2 separate regions of the Hordeum vulgare genome follow, and region 2 is linked to region 1. Evidence: chromatin contacts called from public Hi-C data. All regions are on one chromosome and are shown on one strand. Each heading gives the region's core, a stretch centred on a gene start, on an enhancer-like site or on the middle of the called end of the contact. The rest is flanking DNA. Distances are from core to core; before and after follow the strand shown.

Evidence for each region. A called contact is a pair of places that touch in the nucleus more often than the background predicts.
Region 2: a Hi-C map of leaf shows a contact between it and region 1, with 5 times the contacts expected there. The contact joins the enhancer-like site here to the promoter of LOC123409843 in region 1. A contact is called at or near these places in 3 of 6 Hi-C or Micro-C datasets (leaf and seedling).

The regions. Positions count from the first base shown.
Region 1 is chr7H:575,689,493-575,694,321 of MorexV3_pseudomolecules_assembly, forward strand. It overlaps LOC123409843 (probable calcium-binding protein CML29), which reads left to right and starts at 1,503. Exons shown (of 1, transcript XM_045102714.1): 1 at 1,503-2,428. The coding sequence starts at 1,726. The coding sequence ends at 2,232.
Region 2 is chr7H:575,780,192-575,785,256 of MorexV3_pseudomolecules_assembly, forward strand. No RefSeq gene overlaps it. Among protein-coding and RNA genes, the nearest start is that of LOC123409843, 92 kb to the left of the region's middle. Within about 2 kb of position 2,495, at least 3 of the 3 cell types and tissues checked have open chromatin away from gene starts, as enhancers often do. A contact at or near this core is called in leaf and seedling, where this site is marked.

The sequences.
Region 1 (4,829 bases), core at 253-2,752:
TTGTACACATTATTATCTTTGACTTGTTGATTTTTTTCCTAATCCATGTTTCAAACTAACGAACAATTATTCAAATTCAATTTGGACCCATTCTTGAATTGTTGTCTAAAAGTCATTGGCTACCTGGTTCATGCGTCAACGATCAAATACAAATACACTTTCTTTTCACACGTACGGGGTCCTAAGAGCATCTCTAGCACACCCCGTAAAAGGATCAAACCTATAAAATTTCGGCGAGTATATGGGTTCGATCCGTTTTAATGGCCAGAACAGACCCCGTATCGCGCATCCGGGCTGTAAAAGTTTAACCGCGTCCCGCAAAAAGACCCCTCGAACTGGCATATATGCGGTTTTACATCGCGTTTACGGATCGAACCCTATCCTCCGCCGCGATTCAACTCCCACTCCACCCTAATTTCTCGCCGCCGACGAGACAAAAAAACCACCAGCGGACTGTCCCGACCCTGGACGGCCACAGAAATGGAGGGGATGATGCCGAGCGCCGTCGCCGCCGCGTCTCCGACGCCGCACGCAAGTGGGGATCACAGAGGTGGCTGAAGTATGACCTCCGGCCGCCTCCGGCTTTCGAATGCCGGGAGCTCGAGGAGTACGAGCACGAGCTCGCTACTCGATGCATCGGCTCCTTCGGCGCCTCGTCCTCGCGGACCATCACTCCGGTGAAGAGAAGGGCGGAGGAGCTCGGACCGCTCACCGTCAAGCTCGAGGACGACGCCGGCGAACTGCGTAGAGGGGTCATCAGCCTCGAGGATTATCTTTCCCCGAGGCAAGAGGATCACCTCATGCACGCCAACATGGAGCGCTCGGTGAGGGAGGCGGCGGAGGACGCCACGCACAACCGACGCGAGCTCGAGATCGAGCAGACCTTGCTCGAGCAAGGGGTCACGGCGTCGCAGGCGAGCGCGTCGAAGGAGACGGACCTGCGCGTCCTGAAGGCAGAGTAGGACAAGATCTGGATCGACCTCGACTCCAACTCCGACGAGGAGTAAGCTCCTTCGTCTCCTCCGCCGCGTTGTCGCCGCCGCACCCGTCGTTCTGGTAGCATTGAGTTGGGTACGCTGCACGGCCCGCAGGTCCCCTTACCTAGTAGTAGTATGAAGAACTAATGTAGTTTGATGAAGAACTGATGTAGTTTTTGCAAGAACCGTGCTATAGTTCGATGAATGATGTAGTAGTTGCTTCGGGCCAACATTTTTTTTTTCAAATTTTACAGTGTTATATACGGGATCTAATCTTTGACGCATGAAATGGTGCCGCAAAATCGCTCCGTAGCGACCTGTGAATCCATTTTGTATTCTTTTTTACGGGGTCTTTTAGAGATGCTAACACAAGCACATGGGTCAATGGTTAGTCAATTGGCCCGGTGGCACGGTGTGGAGACCCTAAAGTTCAAATACACATTCTTCGGGGGATTTTCAGAAGTTTGTGGTCATCCAAAATGAAACGCGAACTAGTCCAGCTCCACTCCACCTAGAACCCATCGTCGTCCACGCTATCACACCAGAATCCAGAAGCCTTATCCTGCTGCCATTGCCAACGCCGAGAACAAGATGCGCCTCCACTAGTGTTCCATTCCATGTCGACACAAAGCGGCCGAGATTCAGATTCGGCTGCACTCGTCCTCGCCTTCTTAAGGCCGTCCATGCAAGCGAACCGAGCTCCAACCAAGAGCAGTCTCTCACGGTCTAGTTCGCTCTCGCCAACGCGATGGCGACGCCTGGCCGCCGGCCGTCGGCGCAGCAGCAGCCGCAGCCGCTGACGGTGGACTTCGAGGCGCTGAGCTACATCAGCAGGCTCGTGGAGGCTTTCCAGGCGTTCGACTCCGACAACGACGGCCTCGTCACTGCCCCCGAGCTCCGGGGCCTCCTGGCCTCCCTGGGCCTCGACAAGTCGGAGGCGGAGGCGCGGGACATGCTGGCGCGCGCCGACGCCGACCGTGACGGCCGGCTCTGCGTGGAGGAGTTCCTGGACGTGATGAACGCCGGCGAGCTCGGCCTGGGCGCGCTCGGCGAGCTGCTGCAGGCCGCCGTCCCGGCGCTGGAGTCCTTCGCGGGGCCCGACGGCGCGCTGGGCGCCGACGAGCTCGCCAGGGTGCTGGGGCTCATGGGCACCGCCAGCGCCGAGGACTGCGCGGAGATCATCGCGTGCATGGACGGGGACGGCGACGGCGCCATCAGCGTCGAGGAGTTCAAGCTCATGGCTGACCTGCTCTAGGGTCGAGCTGCGTACGTACTGAGCCAGCTAGAGCGCGTGCATAAACATGAAGTTGTGCACTGCCTACTGCGATGTACAGTAATGATTATCGATTAATAAGCATATAAGCACGTTCGGAGAGTTGTGGGCACTGTTTCTGCACCGGGCTGGAGTACCATAAAAGGATGGATACATGAGAGTTTCTGATGTCTTGCAATGAGTATACGAGCACGTGCTCCCACTAGTCAAATTGTATTTTCGATCTTATAGAAAAAAAAAGATATGTCATTTGGTTCATACGATAGGAATTTTTTCCATAGATCTGAGCTAATACATTTTTTCTTATGAAATGTAAAGAATAAAAATCAATCTTATGTAGGAATAGAAATCCATTCCTACAAAGTACAAACCAACGAGTTCTACCTATATAGAAATAGGAAGAGTACAAACCAAAGGGTTTTCCTCGGGTCAGAAAAGTTTGTTGCGTATGATTTGTTTTGATATACAACGTGTGTTGGGCTAGACGAGCCAGCCGAAACGGCCCAGTATTCAAGAAGCAAATTCATTCGGCCTATTTCTATTAGTGTTGGGAAAATTTAAAGAAAAGCGCCCCACCATAACTTTTGCATGCAACGGCTCGCATAGCCTCATGCACATGCAACAATCTTTTACCTGAAGCTTACATCATTGCATTAAATGCTTTCTTAAATTTTAAAAATGATTTATCTTACAGATTAATAATTTGATCGGAGATCCGTCTTTACTGTTAGGTTCGTCTCGACGAGACCTTCAAAATAAGATCTCATGTTGACATGTTTCATTGATTTTTTTTCGTCGTTTCTAGTTGTCACATTTATGTCATCATAGTTGTTATCTTATGGGTCTATAATTGTCACAAAAATTATACATAGTTATGGGGGCAATAATTTTATACTTGTTAAGCATTGCAATGTTATGTGAAGCTAAAAAGTGGGTATTAGAGAACTAACAATAAGCAAGTAAACGCATGAACGCACAAGTACAATGAATCAAGTTTTTTAATGGAGTATATCAACATTCATAAGCCTCATAATCAAGTTGATTTAGTGTGAGAACTATGTGACAAATAATACGACAAGTAAGAGATAGTAATCTGACAAGTACCGACGAAAATAAAAGTTATCGAAACATAGCGACATGGGATCTATTTTTAAAGATCTTGTCGCAAAAAAATCAATGATGAAAGCAGATCATTAATTAAGATAACGGCTTGAAAGATAAATCTTTTTAAATGCAAAATAAAAAGAACATTTACTGATGTCATGCTCGTGTAATATTGCATGCATGTAAAGAATTGATGGAAGAAAGCCGTCACATGGGAAAACTAATGTCTAGCGCTGCTCCCTAGTGAAGTCCATTAGTGTTTCACATTGCCGGTACAAATTCTAAAATTTAGTCCCACCTCAGCTCACTGAGATGGTTTTGACAAGCTTAAAGGGGGCTGCATTTACTCTCTACTACTCCCTCTATTTTCAAATGTAGGCCGTTTTAGCGATGGTAGTGTAATTTCCACCATGTTACAATTTTTTTTCACTTTTCCAATTTGCCCTCCCACATCATTGCTTGCTCACTTGCACCACTCGCTCTCCAGCGCACTCTCTTCAGTTCCACTCCTAGCTTCGCTCATCGGTGGCCCGCGGCCCCATCGCTAACCTCCCGTGTGCCACTTCTCCTCGATGTCGGCCTCCCCTCTGCCTCACCCTCTCGACGTCGTTGACCCCTTCCACCATCCATTTTCTCCCCACCACCGTATGTACCAGTGAGTCCGATGGTGAAAAGATCGATTTTTTTGCGCCAGTGATGAGCTTCTATGCGATAGAAGTGTGTGGGGACGCTGGATCTATGCGTGTCAGTGTTGTATGTGAGCGATGGAGGCGTTGGATGTGGAGCGACGGACCTAGAGCGTGGACCAAGCGGCAGACCTCGAGCGGTGGCGGAGCGCCAGAGTATCGAAGCATCATCGTCATATTGACTGTACCCTAAGTGTGGTAGCGCGGGCCTTGCCCCGCCATGCCATGACGCCACATCATCATAGTCGTCCTCATGGTAATCTCCTCCATCGTCCATCCATCCATCTCTTGGTTAATATCATTGTAACTTTGTTAATATCCTTAAGGTATGGATCTTCTCATGAAGCTTGTGTTACTCAAACTTCTCACTAGTAGGAGAAAGCCTACTAGTAACGCTGGTTTTCGGGCTAGCAGTAGCGCGGGCACCAGCGCTACTAGTACGACGCTACAGCTAACTTGGAGCAGTAGCGTTGGTATCTCCGTGGTACTGCTATGCCCACTTAGCAATAACATAGGTTCGACCGGCGCTACTGGTACATAGTTGTAGCACCGGCTAGGAGCGCTACTGCTATACCTACTTAGCAGTAGCGTTGGTCCACCCAACGCTACTGGTATATTTTACACTTTTTTCTATGGTCCAACCAGTAGAATTTTTATATAGTATTCTAATCATATCATAAACATGCAATATGGTCATCATATCATATACATAATAGTCTCATCTTATCATCACATTATCCATACAAATCATGTCGTCTCATCATATATATATATAATCATGATATAGCG
Region 2 (5,065 bases), core at 1,245-3,744, 92 kb after region 1:
GCATGGGCCATAGGTGGGAGGGGCGGCCAGCCCACCAGGAGCTGGTGCATCACCTCTCACAACCCATGGGGCCCTTTGGGATAGGTGGACCCTCCCGGTGGACCCCTGGAACTCTTTCGGAACCTCCGTCACAAAACTGGTAACCATATGAAACTCTTTTGGAACTTGAATACCAACTTTCCATATATCAATCTTTACCTCTGGACCATTCTAAAGCTCCTCAACAAGTCCGGGATATCTTCCGGGACTCCAAACAACCTTCGATCACCAACACAATAACCCAACTATACTATATCATCACCGAACGTTAAAGGTGCAGACCCTACGGGTTCGAGAACTATGCAGACATGACCGAGAGAACTCAATGGTCAATAACCAATAGAGGGACCTGGATGCCCACATTGGTCCCTACATATTATACGAAGATCTTTATCGGTCGAACCACGATGTCAAGGAGTCAGCTAATCCCGTATGCAATTCTCTTTGTCCATCGGTATGTTATTTGCCCAAGATTCGATCATCGATATCTCCATACCTAGTCTAATCTCATTACCAGCAAGTCTCTTTACTCATTCCATAATAGAAGATCCCGTTACTAACTCCTTGGTCACATTGCTTGCAAGCTTATTGTGATGCTGTATTACCGAGTGGGTCCCGATATACCTCTACATCATACGGAGTGACAAATCCCAGTTTTGATCCATGCCAACTCAACAGACACCCTCGGAGATACCTGTAGAGCATCTTTATAATCACCAAATTACGTTGTCACGTTTGATACACACAAGGCAATCCTCCGGTGTCAGGGAGTTGCATGATCTCATGGTCATAGAAACACATACATTGACATGCAGAAAGCAATAGGAGTAAACTTGATACGATCAAACGCTATGCTTACGGTTTAGGTCATATCCATCACATCATTCTCCTAATGATGTGCTCCCATTCTCAAATGACAACTCATGTCTATGGCTAGGAAACCTTAGCCATCTTTGATCAACGAGCTAGTCCTGTAGAGGCTTACTAGGGACACTTTGTTGTCTATGTATTCACACACGTATTTGAGTTTTCGATCAATACAATTATAGAATGGATAATAAACGATTATCATGAACAAGGAAATATAATAAAACCACTTCATTATCGCCTCTAGCGCATATTTCCAACACTACTAACATCTGTCCGCGGATATGGTGCTAATCCCTACGGTGTCGGTGAATGGCCGTGCCTGCCATGAGGAGATAGAGCGACGCCTCACGCGCCTATCTTTGGATCTTCTCAACGACCAAAGGTACGAAATGAACTCGCCGCTATGGGATACATGGCTCCGTGACGAGCACCACCTGCGTTGGCAGTCGTTTTTGCCGGACGTCCACCTAGCCCACACCGGCGACGTGCTGCTAGCCCGCCCCAAATGCGTGGTCGTACGCGTGTGCACGACCTCACGTTGACGCCATCTCTGTCCCCGTCCCCATCACCACCACCTCTAATAACTGAGGATGAGGAGGCCGAACTCATGAGGCATGTCATTGAGGACACCATGCACACACATGACGAGCGGCAATGGGTGGGCCTGGAGGCGGCGTTGGCCCTCTCTACGACCGGCGACGTGGCCATCCCAGAGCTGGAGCAGGCCGCCGCAATGAAGGAGGAGGTTGTGAACGAGTCGCCACTTGCCGCGTGGAACCCATAGCTGTTGGTCCAGTAGTGGGGTAGGCCGGCCACGGCACCGAAGATGGATCACATGCTGGGTGTCGGGCTATGGTCAGCGACGATGCCGCAGTCACCCGAGTTGGAGCAGGAGCCACGGGAGAAGGTGGTGCAGGAGCCACGAGTGCCTCCGGTCTGGTAGGGGCCGCAAGCCCACCTTTGACAGCCGCCTCCGTACGTCGACCTCACCAGCAACATCGACAAGTAGGACGACGTTTCTGAAGACGATGGCAGCCTTATCTTTTTTTTGTTTTATGTTTTATGTTTAATTATAAAATGTATTAAACTTGGTTAGTGTGGACGTGTGGACATTTAATTTTTTTATATTATTTGCAACTTGCTTTGCCTTTTTTTTTTTGAACAAAATCCAAGTTTGCACACGCAGACATTTTAGGACGGGACAGCCGGTTGGACGCACCGATGACAGCACGATAAAGGAACATGTACGTTTTTCTGTTTTAAACGAACAAAATTCGGATATAGACGTGCGGATGGGATCTTGCGTTGGAGGTGACCTGATAGGAACGCTGCATCCATCCATGATGCATCCACACTTGACAAGAGGGTGCGGCAGAGCTGGTCCAAGGAGATGTGCCCGGGTTTTGGAGTTGGCCTGATGAGGACGCTTCATCCATCATGATGCATCCACACTTGACAAGAGGGTGCGGCAGAGCTGGTCCAAGGAGATGTGCCCGAGACCGCTAGGATTGCAGGACAAGGACCTGCTGGTCATCTCATTTCCACCACGAGTTCAATGTGCGTACGTGCGTGCGTGCATGCTCGGTCTGCTGTGCGCCAGCCAAGCGTCTCCCATCTGTCCACTCACTGACGCATCATGCATGTATGGAGCATGGAGACGCGACGCCGCCGTCCAACTTGGCGAAAATGATGCGGATTTGTGAAACTGACACGTTGAGACCACACGCCGTGATCACATCTAAATGGCTGCACGTGTCGATCGTTGCAGAGGTAAGAGAGTATGTCTTCTTTTTGGAAAAACGAAACTATCACATCCATCTACGGAGATTAAAATGCAGAAATCCACCACAATTGCATCCAAGTATGCGTGAAAGCATGGAAACGCCAAGACCATCTCTAGCCGATATCTTAATCAACGGACTAAAATCCTTGGTAGAGTAAATATACTCCATTGATTTTTGGCCGTTTCTAGCCAACCCCCTAGACTTGATGGTGTAAACTTCAATTTAATCAAATTCAAAATAAATTAAACCGAAAATAGCATGCATTCAAAGATAAATATAAATGGTTTTGTACAACCGAATATAAAACATAAATTTAACTGAACTAAACAACTAAACTACTTTCGATCGAAGGTGAGGTCGAGCAAATCCTTCCTCGTCAGGTACGGTGTGCCGTGAGCAAGGTCCGGGCCGGTGCCGTTGTTGTGTATGCCGCGAGGAGGGCGGAGAGGTGGGCAGCGAGGGCGAGAAGATCGACGTGGACGAGTGCAGGAGTGTCTTCCCCGACGTTTGCGAGGAGGGCGGAGAGGTGGGCAGCGAGGGCAAGAAGATCGACGTTTGCGTCGTCGGGGAAGACACTCGTGCACTCGTCCACGTCGATCTTCTCGCCCTCGCTGCCCACCTCTCCGCCCTCCTCGCGGCATACAACCTCGTCGACGGAGGAGAGCACGATAATCTCGCCGCCCTTGGTGTGGGCATAGATCATCCGCTCCACCTCCACGAGCTCCTCGCGCTGCAGGTGGAGCTCTTGCATGTAGGCCTCGTCGACGGCCTCGACCTCAAGGCACTCCCTCGCCTCGTGGTCCTCCCGCGCCATAGCCGAGCTAATCATCCCCGGCTCCGGTGGGACGAGGTGGATCGGACGCGTGTCGAAGGGGAAATTGAGTCGAGCCGCCGTGTCGTGGTAGTGGACTTGCCAGTGGCCGTACACCATGGTCGCGAGCTCATTCGTGTGGAAGCTACCGAGCCACTGACGGGTGTGGGGTCTCCCGATCCGTAATCTCAGCAACCCACGTCCCCATCGCCGTTGCCGAACCTCGAGGTAGGACCTCGTCGACGGCTGGGCCCGAGGGTGGACGGGGAAGTCCTCGAACCGGTGTAGGGGCGCGGAGGCAGACGGTTCAGGCGAGGGAAGAGGAGGCATGTGTTGGAAATATGCCCTAGAGGCAATAATAAATTGGTCATTATTATATTTCCATGTTCATGGTAATCGTTTATTATCCATGCTAAAATTCTATTGATTAGAAACCCAAATACATGTGTGGATACATAGACAACACACTGTCCCTAGTGAGCCTCTAGTTGAGTATCTCGCTTATCGAAGATGGTCAAGGTTTCCTAGCCATAGACAAGTGTTGTCACTTGATAACGGGATCACATCATAAGGAGAATGATGTGATGGACAAGACCCAAACTATGAACGTAGCATATGACCGTGTCAGTTTATTGCTATTATTTTTTTGCATGTCAACGTATCTGTTCCTATGACCATGAAATCATGTAACTCCCGAACACCGGAGGAATACCTTTTGTGTATCAAACATCGCAACATAACTGGGTGACTATAAAGGTGCTCTACAGGTATCTCCGAAGGTGTCTATTGGGTTGGCGTGGATGAATACTAGGATTTGTCACTCCTGTGACAGAGAGGTATCTCGAGGCCCACTCGGTAGTACACCATCACAATAATCCTTGTAAGCAATGTGACTAAGGAGTTATTCACGGGATCTTGTGTTATGGAACGAGTAAAGAGACTTGCCGGTAATGAGATTGAACTAGGTATGAAAAACCGACGATCGAATCTCGGGCAAGTAACATACCGAAGGACAAAGGGAACAAGATACGGGATTAACTAAATCCTTGACATAGAGGTTCAACCGATAAAGATCTTCATAGAATATGTAGGAGCCAATATGGGCATCCATGTCCGCTATTGGTTATTAACAGGAGAGTGTCTCAGGTCATGTGTGCATAGTTCTCGAACCCGCAGGGTCTGCACACTTAAGGTTCGGTGACGGTATAGTTAAATTATTAATGTTCGTAACCGAAGGTTGTTCGGAGTCAGAGATGAGATCCGGACGTCATGAGGGTTTCCGGAATGGTCCGGAAACGAAGATTGATATATAGGAATGTTGCATTTGGCTTCCGGAAAGATTTCGGGCATTACCGGTAAAGTATCGGGATTGATGAAATGGGTTCCGAGGTTTTACCGGGAGGGGCCACTCTCCCGGGAGAGGACCTAATAGGCCTATGGTTGGCGCACCAGCCTTAGTGGGCTAGTGAGGCCAGCCCAATAACCCATTTTGGCCAAAGCAAAATAAAAAAAAGAAAAAAAGGAAGGAGGTGGACAAGTGGGGAAGGAGTCCTCCACCAAA